Linked DNA regions of Sus scrofa: region 2 is linked to region 1. A link is a contact called in public Hi-C data. All regions are on one chromosome and are shown on one strand. The core of a region is the stretch at or near the end of the contact, and the rest is flanking DNA. Distances in the headings are between cores, read along the strand shown. Region 1 holds the start of RORC (nuclear receptor ROR-gamma). Region 2 holds the start of TDRKH (tudor and KH domain containing).

Region 1 (4,589 bases), core at 1,480-3,979:
TGTTGTTGTTGTTGCTATTTCTTGGGCCGCTCCCGCGGCATATGGAGGTTCCCAGGCTAGGGGTCGAATCGGAGCTGTAGCCACCGGCCTACACCAGAGCCACAGCAACGCGGGATCCAAGCCGCGTCTGCAACCTACACCACAGCTCACGGCAACGCCGGATCATTAACCCACTGAGCAAGGGCAGGGACCGAAGCCGCAACCTCATGGTTCCTTGTCGGATTCATTAACCACTGCGCCATGACGGGAACTCCTATTGTCCCCTTTTTAATGATGTGGTAATTGATTACAAACAGTAGTACTGGGCTATGTTCTTATTCAAGTCTTTTGGCTCCAAAAATCAGAGCTCCCGCTGTGTCCGAGCTTAAGTGGCCACAAATGCTAATTGACAGATGAAGGGTACAGGTGGGGTGACATGGAAAGTTCAGGGCCAGGCGCTGGGTCAAACTCCCACTGGTCCCTCCACCCACAGTGGCCTTTGCAACCAGGAAAGGGGAGGGGTGGCAGCTGTGAGATCTACAGATGTTTGTAGAGCCTGAGATGTCCTTTTTTTAATGGTGGAGGGGGCTGGACCCCCTCCCTGAGTCATCACAGTGGGTTGAGGTCTCCCCAGGCAGGGACCTCTAAGGGAGAACCCAAAGAAAGGTGTTCCTAATCGCCACAGGATCAGGCTTCCCAGTGGGGGTGGCCCTTGAAAGGTGGAGCTGAGGGGGTATGTGGCTTGCAGGCTGCCCAGGCCCCACACGCTTTCCACCTTTACAGCTCAGACCCTCTCAGGAGGGGCAGGCCTGCACTGAGCTTTAAGTGGTTTCTGTGGTTTAAGGGGTGGGGAGGAAGGGAAAGAGAAGTTGGTGACTGCTCCCCAGTTCCAAGCCGCCACCCCCCCTCCACCCCCTCCAGGCTGCTTGCCCTCTGCGTTGAGATTCCCCAGCCTGATAAGGGAACTTGGGCACGTGGGGGGTGAAAATGGTCTCTGATCCCTATCAGCCTCTTCCTTGCGTAAGAATGTGAGAGGGAAATAACCACTGCCCTGCTTTGAAAGGACAGATTCCTCCAGAAAAGGGGCTGTGATTGGAGCCAGAGGGGGGAAGGGGAGGCATGAGGGGGGACTTCCCAAAAGGATGCTCACCGTACATTTCTGCCCCAAGAAGAAAGAACACCAGCCATCCACGCTTAGGGCAACGAGGGGGTAGAGATATGAGAATGTCTAGGAAGCATGCGACTGGCTGAGGCCTAGAGGCCAGGACCCTGTCTTCCCAACCACCAGTCCCTCCCTTCCCACCTCTGGAAGTGGCATGAAGTGGTGTGGCTGGGAGAGGCAGCCAGACCTGTGGCATCTGGGGTGGGCAGGGCTGCCTGGCACAAGGCCAAGGCCAAGTGCCCATCTCCAGGCACTCTACTCATGACCTCTACTCTGCCCATGATTGGGAGGTCAGGAAGGAACCTAAAAAACCCAGAGTCACAGAGGAGAGGCTTCAAAAGGAGAAAAGAGGGAGAGGAATGAGCTACAGAAGCACAGAAAACAGAAGAGCCACAGGCGGGAAGGGCTTGGCAGGGAGAGGCACAGAGAGGACACTGAGTGGAAGCAAAGCCAGTCATCGGTGGCGGGAAGGGAGCAGCAGGGCAGCACTGCCCCAGCACTCCCTGCGCGCTGCTCCTTCTGCCTCTTGCTGGCTCTACTTGTCTTTGTGACACTGGCCTCAGGGGTGCTTCAGAGAACTTTGCCTCTTACTCCAAGCCTGCCCAAGGGGCTGAGCCCCCAAACAGACCAACATCCTGTTCTGTGCAGAGAAAGGTACACAGATGCGTGGGCCACCCATTTACCAAAAGGACACGGGGCTAATCAGAGGCTCAGAGGCACAGACACATGCCCTCAGACTCTCTCTCCGTACAAGAAGATCCCCACGAGTTTCCGTCCACTCTTCCCCACTCCCTACCCCTTTGTCAACCATCCTAGGAGGTGGAGAGTCCTTCTCTACCTCTGTCTCATAAGCTACAGCCCTTGGGAGAGTCTGGGAGCTACCCAGGAATGGAGGTGCTGGAGGTGCTCCGTGTGAAGTTCCAGGATGGGGTAAGAGTGGAGGATGGTGAGATGGGAGGGCAGGCGAGGAAAGGGACAGCTGCCTGCCCTCTCCACGCCAGGTGCCACGTGCACAAGGTTGGGGGGAGTGGGCTGCCGTCACGAGGCTGAGGCGTGGCTGGCTCCTGCTCTGCTGTTTACCAGCTGGGAGTGAGAGCAGGAGGAGGTGCCAGGGAGCCTCCCCACTGCAGCCTGGCCCCCGGCCAGCCGGCCTGTTGGGTAACCAGGAGAGCCAGGCCCAGCTAATCAAACTCTGGGCCGAGGCTGGGCAGGAGAATAGAAGCATCCAGGACTCACAGAAGCCTCATCCTGTGCCCCCTGCCCTGAAGAGCCCTGCTCAGTGATGGGGGATCGGGGTGCGGGGAGGTCTCCTTCCTGTACCTAGTGCAGTGTAGCACGTCTCCCATGGCTCCTGTGCCCCCAAAAACAACTCCAGGCCTGCCCCCGACCCCAAAAGACTGGGAGGATATGGAGGCATCAGGGAGCCAGGGAATTCTAGAGAAGGGCAGCAAATGGCAGAGGCTAAGCCGGCAGAGGCCTCAAGGAACCCAGAAACCACTGGGATGACTCTGACCTCATCCTGGAGAAGAGACCCCATCCCCCAGATAAACCATCCTATCTTCATCTCTCCCCTCCCCAACTCCCCTGATCTTATCACCTGTCTTGGTCAAGTAGAAAGCATATGATTCTAAAGTCAGCAAGACCTGTGTTCAATGCACAGCTCAGCCACTTATGGTCCTTATGCAAATGCTTGGGCAAGTCGGGACAATCTTTGACCATCACTTCACTTAGGAGCATCACCTAGTTATCTGGAGCAACTATGTTTGCCTCGTGGCGGATGCTGGGAGGATCGGAGAAAATCATAGATTTATACACAGCACACGTCCATCGATAAATGTGAGCACCCTTCCCGTCACCTACCCTGTTTCTCCCCAAGGCTTAAACTTTGTTCTTCCGGTGTCTCCTCTTGTCCCTTTCTGATGCCAAAACACTCTGCCAGCCACTCCTTTCCCCTGCCTGCTGCCGGGCCAGGTGCTCTGTCCCTCCCCCCTTCCCTCCCCTGGGCCCTGCTCCCTGCCCTCCTGGGCAGCCAGGGCAGCAAGGACGGCACCCAGGGAGTTGCCCCATGGACAGGGCCCCACAGAGACACCACCGAGCCTCGAGGGGTAAGAGGCCCTACGGCCCTGCAGGCAGGTGGCAGGGGCTGCCAGGAAGTTCAGGGGACAGGGAGAGGTGGGAAGAGACTGGTTGGGAAGTGAGGAGGTGGGGAGGAGCAAGAGGAGAGAGAAGGAGAGAGGGGTTGGCCGGCGAAGGCGGGACGGTGAGACAGGACAGGTCTCCATAGAAACGGAAGGAGAGACCGGAGGAGGAGAAACGCGAAGCGGGAGAAGCCGGAAGCACACGGAGGGGAAAGAAAGGGAGAAGCAAGGAGGGAAGGGACAGGTGGGATGGGGGAGGAGAGCCAAGTCGGGAAGCTGGAAGAAGGAAGCGCCGCACAGGGCCAGGCCCTGCCAAGTGTGAGCGCCCCCTGGGAGGAGGAGCGGGCACTGCTCCTTTGGCTGGGACCCGCTCTGGGCAGCAGTGGCTGGGAGGCTGGCCATCCACCTTCTGTTCATCCAGCAATGGAGGAAGCTGCCCTGCCTTTAAGGATGACAGAGGGTGGGGGAGAAAGCAATAGCACCCTGTCTGCTGCCCGTAACCCACGGGCCCAGCACTTTCCTCCCCGGTGTGGGGTTTCATTTCTGCAAAGAATGTGGGGCACCTGGCCAGGGGCAGCGGCGGACAGAGACTCGGGCGGACCTTGGCCCCACGGATGGTCTAACAGCCTCTCCCATGGCCACAAGCTCGGTCAGGTGTGAGCACTGAGGGGAAACGCTCCAGGGCCACCTGGCGGAGGAAGAACTCCACTGCCGGGGCCAAGAGGGGAGCGCTCCCACCCCAGGACTGCTCTGAGGTGCAAGGCTGGAGGCCAGAGAGACAGTGCCACGTCAGGGAGGAAGCTGGGTGGGGCCAGGCAGGATCAGCGGGGTGGGGGGAGGCGGGAGGGGCCGGATGGAGCCACTCCCTCCCTGGGCACCTCCCCCCACCCTACCCCAGCGGAGCCTGGGCCTTCAAGTCCAATCACCCCCACTCAGCCCAGTGGAGGAAGCTTGTTAGAGGGAGCATCTCTTGGGCAGAGGGACAGTGCGGGGTCGGGGGCAGAGGGGGGAGGTGTCAAGGATTGGACAAACGGAAGGAAAAAAATAACCGGAGAGCAGAGTCAGAAGTTAGAGAAACTTGGGGCATAAGGCAGGCCTGCAGCGTTTTCTGAAAGGAAAGACTAGCCCTGTGCTCTGTGAGGAGCTGCTGTATGGATGTGGGAAATGCACCAAGGTCTGGCCCTGGGGAGGCTTCTTCCCAGGGTCTTGGTAGGTGTTTAATAAAAGCTCACCATATGAATGAATGACACCGCCCCGCCCCCTGCAATGATACTCTAGCTAAGGCTTTCCCTCTGGCGGGCTATGCCTCC
Region 2 (4,432 bases), core at 293-2,792, 41 kb after region 1:
AATATACTTGCATATTGATATAATATTAAAAGGTCTGGCTGAATACATCTTAATATATCCTCCAGGTTTACCATGAAGCATAACCGTGAAGCAGATACCTATGTGCTGCTATGGAAAGATATCAAGACTATATAAAAGGAAATTGCAAGGCAGTAATTTATAACATGTTACTAACTGGGTAATATATACAAATTATTTAATATATGCATGTTTACTATAGAATATCTTGTGAAAAATCCACAAGAATCTGGTAAAACTGGTTACCTCCTAGGGAAGAGAGATCTTTTATTCCTTTGTAGAATGTGTATGTATCACTTATTTAAAAAAGCTATATATTTTTAAAACTAATACAAAACGAAAAACTGAGGCCCAATGGCATCTCCTTAGCTGACCAAAGGAAAAATCTTGCGTTCATTCAACAAACATGTACTGCGTGCTTATCATGCGACAGGCATTGTGACAGAAGCTGGTGCCACATTACAAGGAGCGTTCAACCCCTCCCCGGTGCCCAGGGTGAGCCCCTAGTGCGGGGAGGGGACTGGAGGCGGGGAGCGGCCAGGGTTTGACTCGCGAGGCTCCAAGCCGGGCGAGTCGTTAGCACGGCCCAACCGTCTCTAACGGTCCAGGGACCCAGACCTCAGCTGGAATGCACTCTTCCAAAGCAAACCGCCGCCTGCAGAAACCCACCCCCTTTGTCGCCGCCACAGAAACAGCACCCCAAATTGTGCCTTCGCGCTTGTCTCCCTTTACCCCAGGGAAAGGTGGGCCCCCAACTCCCGCACTAACCACAGCTCCCTTACCACCAGATGCCCCGAACTTGGGTCCCTCTTCATCTCTCCCGCCACCATGTTGGTCCTCCTCGTCTGTTCATTCCTCGGCAGAGAAACAGAGTGGGCCCTCACTCTCTGCCACGCAGTTCCTTCTTGGCTTTTTTCCAGCTCTACGAAGCCTATTCAATGTTTTCCCCAAAAAATGTTTCCACGCCTCCAGAGTCCCTGTCATGGTATGGGGACAGATCGAGGCAAAAGATCGCAGAAGAAACAGGTAGCGGAGCATCGCCCATCAGAAGGTGGCATCCCAATGGTTTGGGTTGAGGGGTGGCACTGGCTTTATACAAAGACACTAATGTGCGAACAGTGATACGAGTGAGTGATTCCACACCCTCGCACCTTGGGAGCCCTGATTTTTCCTGCAGGCTTGGTTGGTGGAAGTCCCCCGGGTAATTGGCCTGGAGATGGACTGAGAGTACTCCGCGAACCTCTAATAGGCTGTTTAATACTCAGCAGGTGGCATCTCAATTTAACGAAGCCTCCTTTCCCTGTAGCCTATTGGCTGACCTAGTGGGCCGGCTTTGAATTCCATCCGGGTAATTGGGTGTCAGTACGCAGCAGCGCCGTCGCTCAGAGGCATCCCGCGCGAGGATTGGTTGTGGTGGGGAAGGCTAATTGGTCGCACTGCTAACCGAGTGTTGATTGGTCCGGGCCAGTAGCGGGGGCGGGGAAGCGGCGGCAGAAGAGAGGCCGGCGGGGCTCTGAGGCGCGTTGCGAATGAGAAGAGGTGACAGGCTCCGGTTGAGGTGCGAGGCGGAGCGCGCGACGGCTGACTCGAGGATCAGTAAAGGTGTGGACGGGAGCGGAGCCTTGGGGAGTGGAGAGGCTGGGTCAGGGGTTCCTTTGGCAGCAAGGAGGAGGAAATGGGCTGAGGGAAGGGAGGCGTCTCAGAGCGAGGCGAGGGTGTGGGGCCGGGGGGCTGGCGTCGCGCCCGGGGCGATGAGGCGCTGTGTGTGGGGGCAACTTTCTCCCACCCTGGGGCAGGTAACCGTATCCAAAGGAAATGCGCGGGTCCCAGAGTTTAGCCACCGTGGACACTTGCACCAGTGCGAGAAGGTTCCCCCCCCGCCCCGCCCCCCAAGCCAGTTTGGGCTCTTTGGTCCTTTTTGAGCCTCAGAAGCACCATCAGGTTATCAGTTTGCATTTTGCTTTTTCGCAGCCTTTTAGTGTATTATCTGATAGGATGACTGTTTACCGTTGTCAGAATAATAAGGGGGTTTTGGTTTGTTTTTCCAGTTTCCCTCTTTCATCCTTAAGGCACATAGCGTCGTGGGTTTTGGCTCAAGACTCACATGTCAGAGCTACTCTTAGCTTGAGAGAAGTGGGTGGAGGCTTTTTTCACTCACTGGTTTAAAAATAAGTGTAGCAAAAATGAGGAAAATTGAATGAGCTGCCTCAATTCAACAAACCTATCACCATGTTTTAGGTACTTTTTAAGTTCTGGTTTTTAGGAGATACTGGAATGATAAGATCCTTGCCCCCGTGGAGCTCAGAAAGTGACTTTGAAGTTATAAAAGTAAGTTGTAGTTATGCATATCAGATAGTTGTTAGCAACCTTTTAATACAAATGTCAAGATAATTTGAAGTTAGCTTTTGCTGAAAAGCATTGTCTGGCTACATTTCTCAACCTTCAAATGATGCACGTGTCTTCTTTTTACCTAGCTTCTCCTAGGAGCTGTGGTCTTAAGTTCTGGTCTCCCCTTCATATTCAATTTGATGTAATAAAATCAAATACAAATGAGCATTCAGTATTATAGTTATTCCCATTTCCATCATGTTATTTCCCACTTTTATTTTTCTTGGGAGAGAAACTTAATGTGAAAGAATATGTAAATTGTAAACAAAACTGTACTATCGATTAGTTGATATTAATACCTCATTCCTTGAGGTATCAGCTGATAACAAAAAAGACTTTATTTGTAATATTTGAGGAGGAGTTAGTAAAATTTAGGTTTTGATTCAAATAGAAGTCACCCAATAAATTCATCCTTGCCACATTCATCCTGCCACCCACACCCCTCCACAATAAAATCATTAATATTCTCAGATACCACCATCTACCAGGTGCTCAAATGAGAAACCTGATAGCCAGCTCCCTGGCTCACCCTCTAACCTTTCCATAAATCAGTTGCTAGGTCTTGTGTATTCTACCTTTGAAACGCTAATCCATCTTTTTTACTTCCCACCATCTCCATCATTGACACCTGGACTAGCCTCTGAATTGGTCTGAATACGTGCTGCTGCTGCCTTCAATTCATCCTCACTACAGACATAGCCATTAATCAACAATTACAAGCAATGCATGTGTTATGAAGGGATGTTTGCAGTGCTATGGAAATCCATAGCAATGAGACCCAAACTAGGAAAGAGGGTCAGAAAGGGTCATTCTGTCCTCTCTCTCAGATGAAGAGATGTTCCAGGGATACTTTGAAAAACCTCAAAGTTAGCTGGAGGTAAAACAGACTTCACTTAGAATTTGATCTTTGGAGCTCTGATAAATGTACAAGAAATAAATGCCATTTATTACCTCAGAGACTTCTGTGTAGTAGGAGGGAGATTTTAAACCACACACATTTTAAAGTATTAAATCTTGTATTCTGTGCATGTTACCTTCATGAGTAAATAAATAATGAGTTTTAATAAGAAAAAAGAAAGAATTTGATCTTTGGGAAGTTTGTCAAAAATACCAAAGTTTTAAAACACTTGGTCAAATAGGCATAAATCACTGTGGAACAATACTTATTCTCTTAACCAAAGTGACAATAAAAGATCTCGAACAGTTTCCACTGTGGCACAGTGGGTTAAGAGTTCCCGTCGTGGCCAGTGGTTAACGAATCTGACTAGGAACCATGAGGTTGCGGGTTCGATCCCTGCCCTTGCTCACAGTGGGTTGATGATCTGGCATTGCCATGAGCTGTGGTTGCAGACGCGGCTCGGATCCCACGTTGCTGTGGCTCTGGCGTAGGCCAGTGGCCACAGCTCCGATTCGACCCCTAGCCTGGGAACCCCATATGCCGCGGGAGCGGCCCAAGAAATGGCAAAAATAATAATAATAATAATCTGACTGCAGTGGCTTGAGTTGCTACAGAGGTGAGGGTTTGATCCCTGGCCCGGGAGCTTCCATATACTGTGAGTGCAGCCATATTTTTAAAAAAAAAAAAAAAAAAAAACCTCTCATAGTTGCTGTCGTGGCACAGCAGAAATGAATCCAACTAGGAACCATGGGGTTTCAGGTTCCATCCCTGGCCTCACTCAGTGGGTTAAGGATCCGGCGTTTCCGTGAGCTATGGTGTAGGTCACAGACGCAGCTCGGATCTGGCGCTGCTGTGGCTCGGGTGTAGGCCGGCAGCTACAGCTCTGATTCAACCCCTAGCCTGGGAACCTCCATATGCCACAGGTGCTACCCTAAAAAGGACAAAAGGACAAAAAATCTCAAAGGCAATGTTTTTCCATTCTGCATACTTTTTTCCTGAAAATACACCTCTTCCTTTGTATAATGATATGTTTACCTTAATTCTAGTAGCTCAAAATACACATATTAGAAAGCTCTTTTAAAACACTGACTTTTAATGAATAGTAAGCAAGTATTAAGTGTCTTTTTT

The links. A called contact is a pair of places that touch in the nucleus more often than the background predicts.
Region 2: a contact with region 1 is called in a Hi-C map of epiblast stem cells, with 2.0 times the contacts expected there. The contact joins the promoter of TDRKH here to the promoter of RORC in region 1. A contact is called at or near these places in 2 of 47 Hi-C or Micro-C datasets (epiblast stem cells and fetal heart ventricle).

What each region holds. Positions count from the first base shown.
Region 1 is chr4:97,371,943-97,376,531 of Sscrofa11.1, forward strand. RORC (nuclear receptor ROR-gamma) reads left to right here and starts at 2,730. Exons shown (of 11, transcript XM_021089853.1): 1 at 2,730-2,977. All of the region lies in intron 1 of LOC110260324 (a long non-coding RNA gene), which reads right to left.
Region 2 is chr4:97,414,398-97,418,829 of Sscrofa11.1, forward strand. TDRKH (tudor and KH domain containing) reads left to right here and starts at 1,543. Exons shown (of 15, transcript NM_001244274.1): 1 at 1,543-1,620. LINGO4 (leucine-rich repeat and immunoglobulin-like domain-containing nogo receptor-interacting protein 4) reads left to right here. Exons shown (of 2, transcript XM_005663441.3): 2 at 1-1,323.